Linked DNA regions of Mus musculus: region 1 is linked to region 2. A link is a contact called in public Hi-C data. All regions are on one chromosome and are shown on one strand. Each heading gives the region's core, a stretch centred on a gene start, on an enhancer-like site or on the middle of the called end of the contact. The rest is flanking DNA. Distances are from core to core; before and after follow the strand shown.

Region 1 (4,348 bases), core at 1,348-3,847, 86 kb after region 2:
AGCAAATAAATCAAGGCTCTGGGTCAACATCCCAGCAGTGTGAGAGACTGCAGGAAGCTCACAGAGCCCCTGGGGCTGCCTCAGTTCTGACCAGACCCTGTAGAATAAGCAAAGTTTGTCTGTGTCATGTGTCTCTTTATAGTTGTCGTCTTAGTTCATCACTACCTGTTCAATTCATCAACAAGGAATTCAGTTTCCACGTACTTTGGGGCACCTGGCTTTTGCCGAAATACATTCTAAAATTCTTAAAACATGGACTGGAAAGATGGCTCCATAGTTAAGAGTGCTTGCTGAGCAACCAGAATCAATTCCCAGCACTTATGTAAGCTGGGTGTCCAAAGATACCTGTATCTCTAACTCAGAGGGGTGTGGCGCCCTCTTCTGGCCTCTGTGTGCAAAGGTGCAAGCATCGGGGTTCACTTCTGCATACACTTACACAGACACCTGCTTTCACACATAGAGACATGTAGACACAGACAGACAGACAGACAGACAGGCAGACAGACAGACAGACGATGGATGATTTTTAAATTTCTTGGAAGGCAAGACCCCTGGATATAGAAATGGTCCTTATCTGAAGCTTGGGGCCAGAAGGGTTTTGGTTTCAGTTTTCCATATTTTGGAGACTTGGTGTAGACATCACTAAGAGAATACCCCTCCTCCTGCAGTCCCAAACCCTAAATGTTTCAAAGATGGAAACTTCTCATTATCACACTGGTGGTGTAGTTCTGGATTTTACCATTTCTGATTTAATTTGGGGGTTTGGGATGCTCCACCCGTATTTTTTAAGGCCTTAATCAGACCTTGAGGGTGGATTTCTGAGAACTTAGAAGGGCCAGCACTTGACAGAATATGCCAGGTCTTTGCTGGGGGACATACATCCCACCCAGGGAACAATATGGCCCCCAGGCATGGCTTTGAGATCGCAACACTCCAGCACCTAGTGTGACTTGAAGTCCAGCCTCTCTGTCCTGTGCTCTGTGATCTTCATAGAGTTTCTCACACTGGGTGATCTAAGACATGGATTTTAGACTAAGAGAACAGGAAGCTGGCTACAGCGATGGCCCCAGTGGGTCCTAACACACCTCTTCCTTTGGTGTGGAGGTAGCTCCTCAATTTTTTCATAATATTGTATATTGTCTTGTTCAAAGACTATAAGAACAATTCTAAGTTAGATTTTCTCCTTTTACCATCTAGAGTTCTTGAAAAAGGTTTTGAGCTGAAAACACAAGCCTATGAGAAACAGATAGAGTCTCTGAGAGAAGAGATTAAAGCCCTCAAGGACGAGAGGTCGCAACTGCATCACCAGCTGGAGGAGGGACAGGTCACCTCTGACCGCCTGAAGGGGGAGGTGGCCCGCCTAAGCAAGCAGGCAAAGGTGTGTGCTGCCTTCTAGCTCCTCCAGAGATGCCCTTGATCTTCACAGAAACAGTAGAAATGCAGAGATTTGGGTACAGAGGGACCCCAGTGGGCTGTTCTTTTGTTAAGAGATTTATTAACACCAAAGAGGGGTTCTAAAGAGAGCTCAGAAGAGGCGTTGCTAGGGAACCCCTTCTTACAGATTCAGGCAAAATGAGGAGGATGGGTAGCCTGTACCCAGGTTATCCTGGATTCCTGGGTGGCAGGGGAGGAGGTATTGGTTCAGCCCTTTAGCTAAGTAAGATGTGTCCATCATACAGGAGGTGCCCCCTGTAACTCTGTCTTGCTAGGGTGTTTGGAAACAACCTTTGGGGAAGTGAGAGTCTGAGTCACAGAGGGTGCTCTCCTTTCTAGCCCCATCTTACTTTAACATCTATATATTCCCAAGGGATCAGACAACAGGAGCATCCATACAGACTGAAGGCACACAGCACCCGGGTACTCAGTTCTCTCCGTCCCAGCCTCTGGGCTGTCTGAAAATGTATTTCATATTTGAAAAGTCAGGTTCTAACACTCTAAGATTGTAACTATACAGTTACTTAAATAGATTGACTAAAAGAATACTACCTATTTAAGTTATAAATTCAGGTGAACCCTTATTGTTTATCATATTATAAACTTATGAATTCTTGTACTGAAGTGAAATTGTTGCTATCCACCATTTACACTGTTACATGAAAATTCACATGGGTGATCAGGAGGACTTCAGGTCTGGGGATGCAGCCTGATTAGTAGACTGCCTTTTTAGCACACAGGAGGCTCCAGCTTTGACTCCCAGAGCACCAAAGTCAGAAACAGTGTCGCACTTCTGTAATCCTAGCATGTGGGTGCTGGGAATCAAGCCCATGCCCTTTGGAAGAGCAGCCAGTGCTCTTAACTGTAGGGCCATCTCTCCAGGCTGATCTTAAATCGGGGGAACTGTGAGCCTGCACTTGGAGGGAGGCACCAGTAGATGTCACTCTCTTCCTCTGATGCTTTAAGAGGTCTGGTTTTCAGAGCTCTTGAAGGTCATTGTCAAGCTCTCTGTGATGCGATCTGAAGAAAATAAGGAAGTGTAAACATTACCTGAAATATGTAAAGAACCAAGAAAAGAACCAAGGCTTCAGCCTGGGCAGTCCTGTGAGCTTGACACATGATCCCAAATGTGTCATTTAACCTTCAGTTCATTTTCTAATCGATGCGGGCTCAGCTTGTTCCACTCACTTCGAGGCCTGCTAGGAGGACTAGGTGTCGAAGTGGAGCACTAGTATTTGATCCCCTCCCTCTCTGAATTGGGAGCTAGAACCTGTCAATACTCCGAATAACAATATTTGAGGAGGGCTTTTTACCCCTGCTACCCCTGAGAATATCTCTATCTGTCTTAGCTACAAAATATGAAAAATACCTTCCTCGAGATGAACTTGCAGAGTGAACAGAGGTGGATGCAGCCCCTTTAACAAGCAGAGATGCTCATGGGAAACTGTCCCTGGTGGTCTTCCCAGGCTGCTTAGCCTCCCCTGCCTCTGTGACAAAACGCCTCCTAGCAATGTACCTTCGCCTTCCGACCTGCAGTTTTACCCGTCTTGCCCTCTGCCTGTCTCATGGCAAACTTGTGATTGTTTCCTTCCGTTACAACAGGGAAGCTCATTCCTGCATCCAGGTAGGCCTGCAAACAGTTGCACAGTTGAGCTGCTTCAGGGCAAGATGTGAGGCTGTGAGAGTAGATAAGATTCCTGCTAGGAAGCCGCATGGAGGCGGGAGGCCACCATATGCTCTGTGACGGGGTGTGCCCTTGCCTGATGAGAAGTGTAACGGCTGTTTTCTCTGCACTGGATCTGTTTGCGGCTCTGATTTAGACCATCTCTGAGTTTGAGAAGGAGATAGAGCTGCTGCAAGCCCAGAAGATAGATGTGGAAAAGCACGTGCAGTCACAGAAACGGGAGATGAGAGGTACCAGGGGCATGGACTGGTTACTGGGTAGTCTGGGCAGCTTGCTAGTTGGATACCTAAGAGGGTGGCCAGCTGGTAGGCCGTAGAAACAACTGCAGAGATGCCATGGGGGTGAAGTCATGCCCAAATTCAATGTCTGCTGCTCTCTCTTTCCTTCTAGAACGGATGTCAGAGGTCACCAAGCAGCTTTTGGAGAGCTATGACATCGAAGATGTTAGAAGCAGGTAATCGATTTTACATTATCAGACATTTACAAATGTAAAACAGATTGGAGGCATGACTCGGCAAAGTGTTAACATGTGAGTGTGATCCCAAGAGTCCGTGCATTTCAGAAGAAGACTCACATGCGTGTAACCCACCAATGGGGAGGTAGAGACAGAAGAATCCCTGCACTTACCGAGAAGCTAGTGTAGCCTACTCAGTGAGGTCCAGGCCACTGAGAGACCCTGCTTCAAAATGGTCTTGGGGGTTGGAAAGACAGATGGTTTCGTGGGTAAGAGTGCTTGCTGCTCCTGCCGAGATCAGGTCCCTGCAGCCATGTCAGGTGACTCACAATCACCTGCAACTCCAGCTTCAAAGGGCATCTGATGCTGTGTTCAGGTCTCCACCAGCATCTACACACACACTCATACACACACACTCACACACACATGCACATTCACACACACACACTTATACACATGCACACTCACACATGCATGTGCACACTCACACCTACACACATGCACACACACTTACATACATGCACACTCACACACCTACACATATGCACACACACACAATGTGCACCCACACACATGCACACTTATGCACACTTACACATATGCACACTCACTCACTCACACACAATCTTTTATATAGCAAGGTGAACCACCCTGTAGGGACGACATACACAAGCCATGTAAAGGTGGGCAAGGCTTCTTTGCTCTCTTTCTTTGCTCTCCAGGCTCTCTGTGGAAGATCTGGAACATTTAAATGAAGATGGAGAACTTTGGTTTGC
Region 2 (4,373 bases), core at 369-2,868:
AGTAAAATGCTGGGAACTGAAACGTCAGCCTTCTCTGGTCACTATGGTTCCCTGTTCTAGTGACAACATCCTGGCCATCACCTATTTCCACTGTTCATGTGAAATAGAGACTCATCTATACATGGTAATAGCAGGTGGCAAATTGGAACCTGTGAGTAGATATAGTTTCGTTACATGTGTTTTAAAGTATTTTTAAGTTAATTTTGCTGAGAGGTAGCACTTGCTCAAAGACACAAGAAACAAATATCCATTGTACCTGTTTTTTCAGTATTTTGAGGAATTATATGCAGATGACCCTAAGAAGTATCAATCCTATCGGATTTCACTTTACAAAAGGATGATTGTATGTAAAACACAGTGCTTTTCTGTTGTCCTCTGCTACTTCTAGCCTTCTCTAACTGAAGAGCACACTGCTGTCTGTCACTGCCCAGGAGGTCTCTTCAAAAATATTCACAAAATCTCTTCCCCCCACCCCCCACAGCTATCTTTAGCCAGCTATCTTTTGGTGTCCCGTGTCCACTGTGTTTGGTTTGTTGTTAACCCAAGGCTTACAGTGTGATGGAAGCAATTGATTTCAAAGATAGAGTCAAATTCAGGAAGCATAACCCAGCACTGGGAATGTGAGCAGCTGTTTCCTCAGAATCACTAGTCAGATGTCTGAGCCCAGTTCTGAGCAAGCTAGAGAATGAATCAGCATTATCAAATGCTGTTCTTCTCTAAGACTCAGTGGCAACCCCCAGCCAGCTCCACTGACTCATGTCTGACCTTTCGAAGCTTTCTTAGTCTGGTCATGCCCACTTCCCTCTTCCTGAGTATCTAACTGCCTGTCCTTGGAGAGAATTCTTTACTAAATAAAGCCAGTATCTTACCTTCCATTTAAAAACACAGGTTTTCTTTCTCTCTTTTTCACATTTTACATTAGGCACTCAAACTTCATTTTTTTTAAATATATATATTGTGCAAGATTTGTGGGTATCTTTTATTACCTGGCATTTGGGTCTTATGCCAGCAGAACCCCACTCCCACCCCGAGGCAAGCTTTCACTACAACCCAGGCGGGCCTTGAATTCTCTCTGACTTCCTGGTACTTGGGTTATAGTCATGTACCTTCATGCTATGTAGCAGAAAGTTCTTTATCCTTTTGTTGTTATTACTTTTTTGTTGTTTGATTTGGTTTTGTTTGGCTTGTTTTTTTAAGGCAGTCTCTATATGTAACTCTGGCTGGCCTTGAACTCACAGAGATCCACCCACTACTGCCTTCTGAGTACTTGAATTAATGGTGTATGCCAGAACACCTGGCTCAGCTTACTTTTAGTTTCCCCAACTTCTTCATGTTTCGTAGGCGTTAAGGCTGAGTTTAGAACAGGTAACGCATAGCTGTGCTTTACTCACGGAGGGTCAGTCTTTTCCTAAGTGCAGCTGTCCTCAGCTCTCACAGACCTTGTATGCACTCATCAGAGCTCATCTTTGCCCAGTCCCCCTCACAAGTGACAGTGAGTCTGAGATGTTTCCATAGGAGCCTGCTGGGAGGCTTCCATCACGCTGTAGGCTGTAGCTGTAAGGAGCTCACTGCAGTGTCAGCCTTGCCTTCACTCACCGCAGTGTCAAAGCCTTGCCATCACCGGAGCTGCACCTCCTTTGTCTGCCAGTTTGAGCCAGGCGGTGGCTCCACCTGCAGCTTTTATGTGAAACTAACAGTGTGTTGCTGTGATTCCATCTGTGCGCCCTTTGTGCCTGTGCTGAGCCTGTTCTCATCTTTCTGACATAATTCTCATTTTGATCCTAGGATCTGATGGAACAACTTGAAAAGCAGGATAAAACTGTCCGGAAACTGAAGAAACAACTGAAAGTCTTTGCCAAAAAAATTGGTGAACTAGAAGGTACTTAAACATTTTTTAACAGCATTTGTCAAATTTTATGTCCATTGCTAGTGACCTGGTAGAGAGTTACAGGTGAGTTTTTAGAGAAAATAATCAAAATTACTTTTGACAATCTTAACCTCTGCGGAATGAAAAATTCTTCTATGTATGGGAATAATTTTCCTAGTAACATAACAGTAAGTTACAAAGGGAGAAAATTCATTCAACAAACAGCTAACACATGCCAGAGTCTGCCCTAGTCAGTACAGCATGTGCTTAAGAGCAAGGATTCTAGAGCCAGCTTCTTGATTCAAGTCCTGTGCCTCTCTCCTACCTACTAGGCTCAGAATATGTGCGTGGTGCTGAGCCTCTCCATGCCTCAGTTTTCCCACATCCTCACTGGGAATGATAATGGTGCCTCTCAAACATGGTCTCTAAGAACTGAATGAGTTAATGTGGGCGGCACATCTGCAATAGCAACATACCTGCTACACACAATCTAATTGTTACCACTAGAGCTACAAAAGGGAATGTGGTAGAGTATCCTCAAAGAACTCACGACCTAATAAAAAAAAAGAAATTAATCAGGAAATATGAATTATAATTATAAAGAAACATGATTTTTAAAATCATTTCTATATAAAAAAGGTATGCTCCTTGAGAAAAAAATCCATGGAAGCATACTGCTGTTGTCCTGTGAGTTAGTCTGATCATCCAGCAAGTTTTATTGCGTGTGCCTAGGTGCTGGTGCAGTTGCAGGTGCTTGAGATCCAGCTGTGAGTGAGACCAAAGCAACCACTGAGTTCATTCCAGCCACCCTCTCACATCTCAAGGCACCTGAGGAACAGAACTTCAAAGATAAAATTCCCTTTAAGCCATTTTAACCACAAATGATGTGCTCATCCTGGCCATCTATCATATTCTCTACTTGTCATCTTTGTGACTCTCATGTGGCACAAAGGATAGAAAGAGCCCACCACTCCATCACACTGAGTCATAACTGTTCTTCCGTCTGTCTGGCAGTCCCAGTCAAGCCCTGCTCATTCTGTGGAACTAAAGGCACTTGTCACATCCTCAGAAGCATCCTGATCGCACCACCAACCTCAGGACCTGCTTTCTGTATTTGGTTCATACTTTCTATGGTTTTTCACTCTTAAATTTTTGGCAGTTTTTCTGTTTGAATTACTGGTTTCTATGCTTGACTAAGAGCTTTCTGGGCATGGAAATCACCTCTTATTTTTCACAGTTACAACAATGAACATAGTTTCTGACCTTTGATAACCCTTCTATTCTTGACTGAATAAATAAGTTTTAAAAATATTTAGAGCATATAGTGCCACAGATGTTAATGTCAAAGAGGTTATTACTCTCATTAATATGCAAATACTGAAATGTTTGTTTAGATATCAGAACAATTACTTTATAACCACATATTTTGTATAGACCATTAACATTACATTATTCATATATTACATTAAAACTTGTGAAACTCCAGGGGCTGGGGAGCTGCCTTGGTGTATAAAGCACTTGCTATAAAACTGTGAGGACTGGATCCCAAAATCCTGCATAAGCTGCTGTCAGGCATGACCACTGCCTGCAATCCTAGGTTTAAAGTGCCAGGGACAGGTGATTTCCCACAAACTGTCTAGCTGGACAAGCTGAAACAACAAGCTCTGTGTTCAGGGAGAGACTCTACCTCTCAACACATGAGGTAGAGATAAATGAAGAAAGATACCCAATATAACCTTGAGCCTTCACATACACACATGTGCATCGACCTACATGCTTACATGAACATGCATATATTCCATGCATACAAATACAAGAAGAAAAAGCTTCAAACCCCAGGTTTATATATATGAGCTATAATGTTTATCAGCAGTACTTAGAAATCCAGGTTCTTTTTTACAGAGAACTTTCTACACTGAACTGACGCCATGGCAAGACAGGAGAGTATTTGTAAAAACTCTGCTATAAGGGTATTAACCTGTAAGGTTATTAAATTAGTGGCTCTTTGCCAACATTAATGAATGTGAATAAATATAAAAACCGTTTTTATCTCACATTTGAAATCAGTTTCTTAAATGGTATGCTTTGAAATGTAATTAAAGAGAGAAGATATTTCAAGATGCTATTGGGCTATTATCAATTAGAAATCAAACTTTTCAGCTAAACTGTCCTGATAGCCAAGCAAAAAATAGTATTTATGCTAGAAGCTCATGGATTAAATAAGAAAAAGTCATATTTATTCTTAAGAAAATTTATATTTTGAGTTAAATTATTTGCATCTAGCTAAAATGAAATAGGCTCATATGCCTAGGGTACCTCCCTAGGTGTCCATTGTCTACACCCTGCCAAAGTAGTGAATAAACGTGACACACTCTTCTGACACTCATCTCTTTCTCTCTGGGTCTGTGTTCTATAGAAAAATACCAGTCTTTGTGCAACAAAGCACCATCTAATAAAAGTTTATTAATGCATATTAATGTTTTTTAATGTGTTAAAACATTTAAAC

The links. Hi-C and Micro-C count contacts between places; a contact is called where the count stands out from the background.
Region 1: a Hi-C map of cerebellar granule neurons shows a contact between it and region 2, with 2.4 times the contacts expected there. The contact joins two enhancer-like sites. A contact is called at or near these places in 3 of 15 datasets of contacts at CTCF or cohesin (CD8 T cells, large pre-B cells and pro-B cells), 22 of 484 Hi-C or Micro-C datasets (the CH12 cell line, LSK cells, cerebellar granule neurons and 10 more), 3 of 115 datasets of contacts at active chromatin or transcription factors (embryonic stem cells, epiblast stem cells and large pre-B cells) and 3 of 9 other capture datasets (adipose tissue, liver and pancreatic islet).

Annotation. Positions count from the first base shown.
Region 1 is chr9:75,280,639-75,284,986 of GRCm38.p6, forward strand. Myo5c (myosin VC) reads left to right here. Exons shown (of 41, transcript NM_001081322.1): 25 at 1,198-1,378; 26 at 3,255-3,348; 27 at 3,509-3,572; 28 at 4,295-4,348. Among named protein-coding and RNA genes, the nearest start is that of Gnb5, 23 kb to the right of the region's middle. Within about 2 kb of position 2,598, at least 16 of the 459 cell types and tissues checked have an H3K27ac peak or open chromatin away from gene starts, as enhancers often do. A contact at or near this core is called in the CH12 cell line and cerebellar granule neurons, where this site is marked.
Region 2 is chr9:75,195,858-75,200,230 of GRCm38.p6, forward strand. Myo5a (myosin VA) reads left to right here. Exons shown (of 41, transcript NM_010864.2): 32 at 269-343; 33 at 1,786-1,879. Among named protein-coding and RNA genes, the nearest start is that of Myo5c, 34 kb to the right of the region's middle. Within about 2 kb of position 1,619, at least 159 of the 459 cell types and tissues checked have an H3K27ac peak or open chromatin away from gene starts, as enhancers often do. A contact at or near this core is called in the CH12 cell line and cerebellar granule neurons, where this site is marked.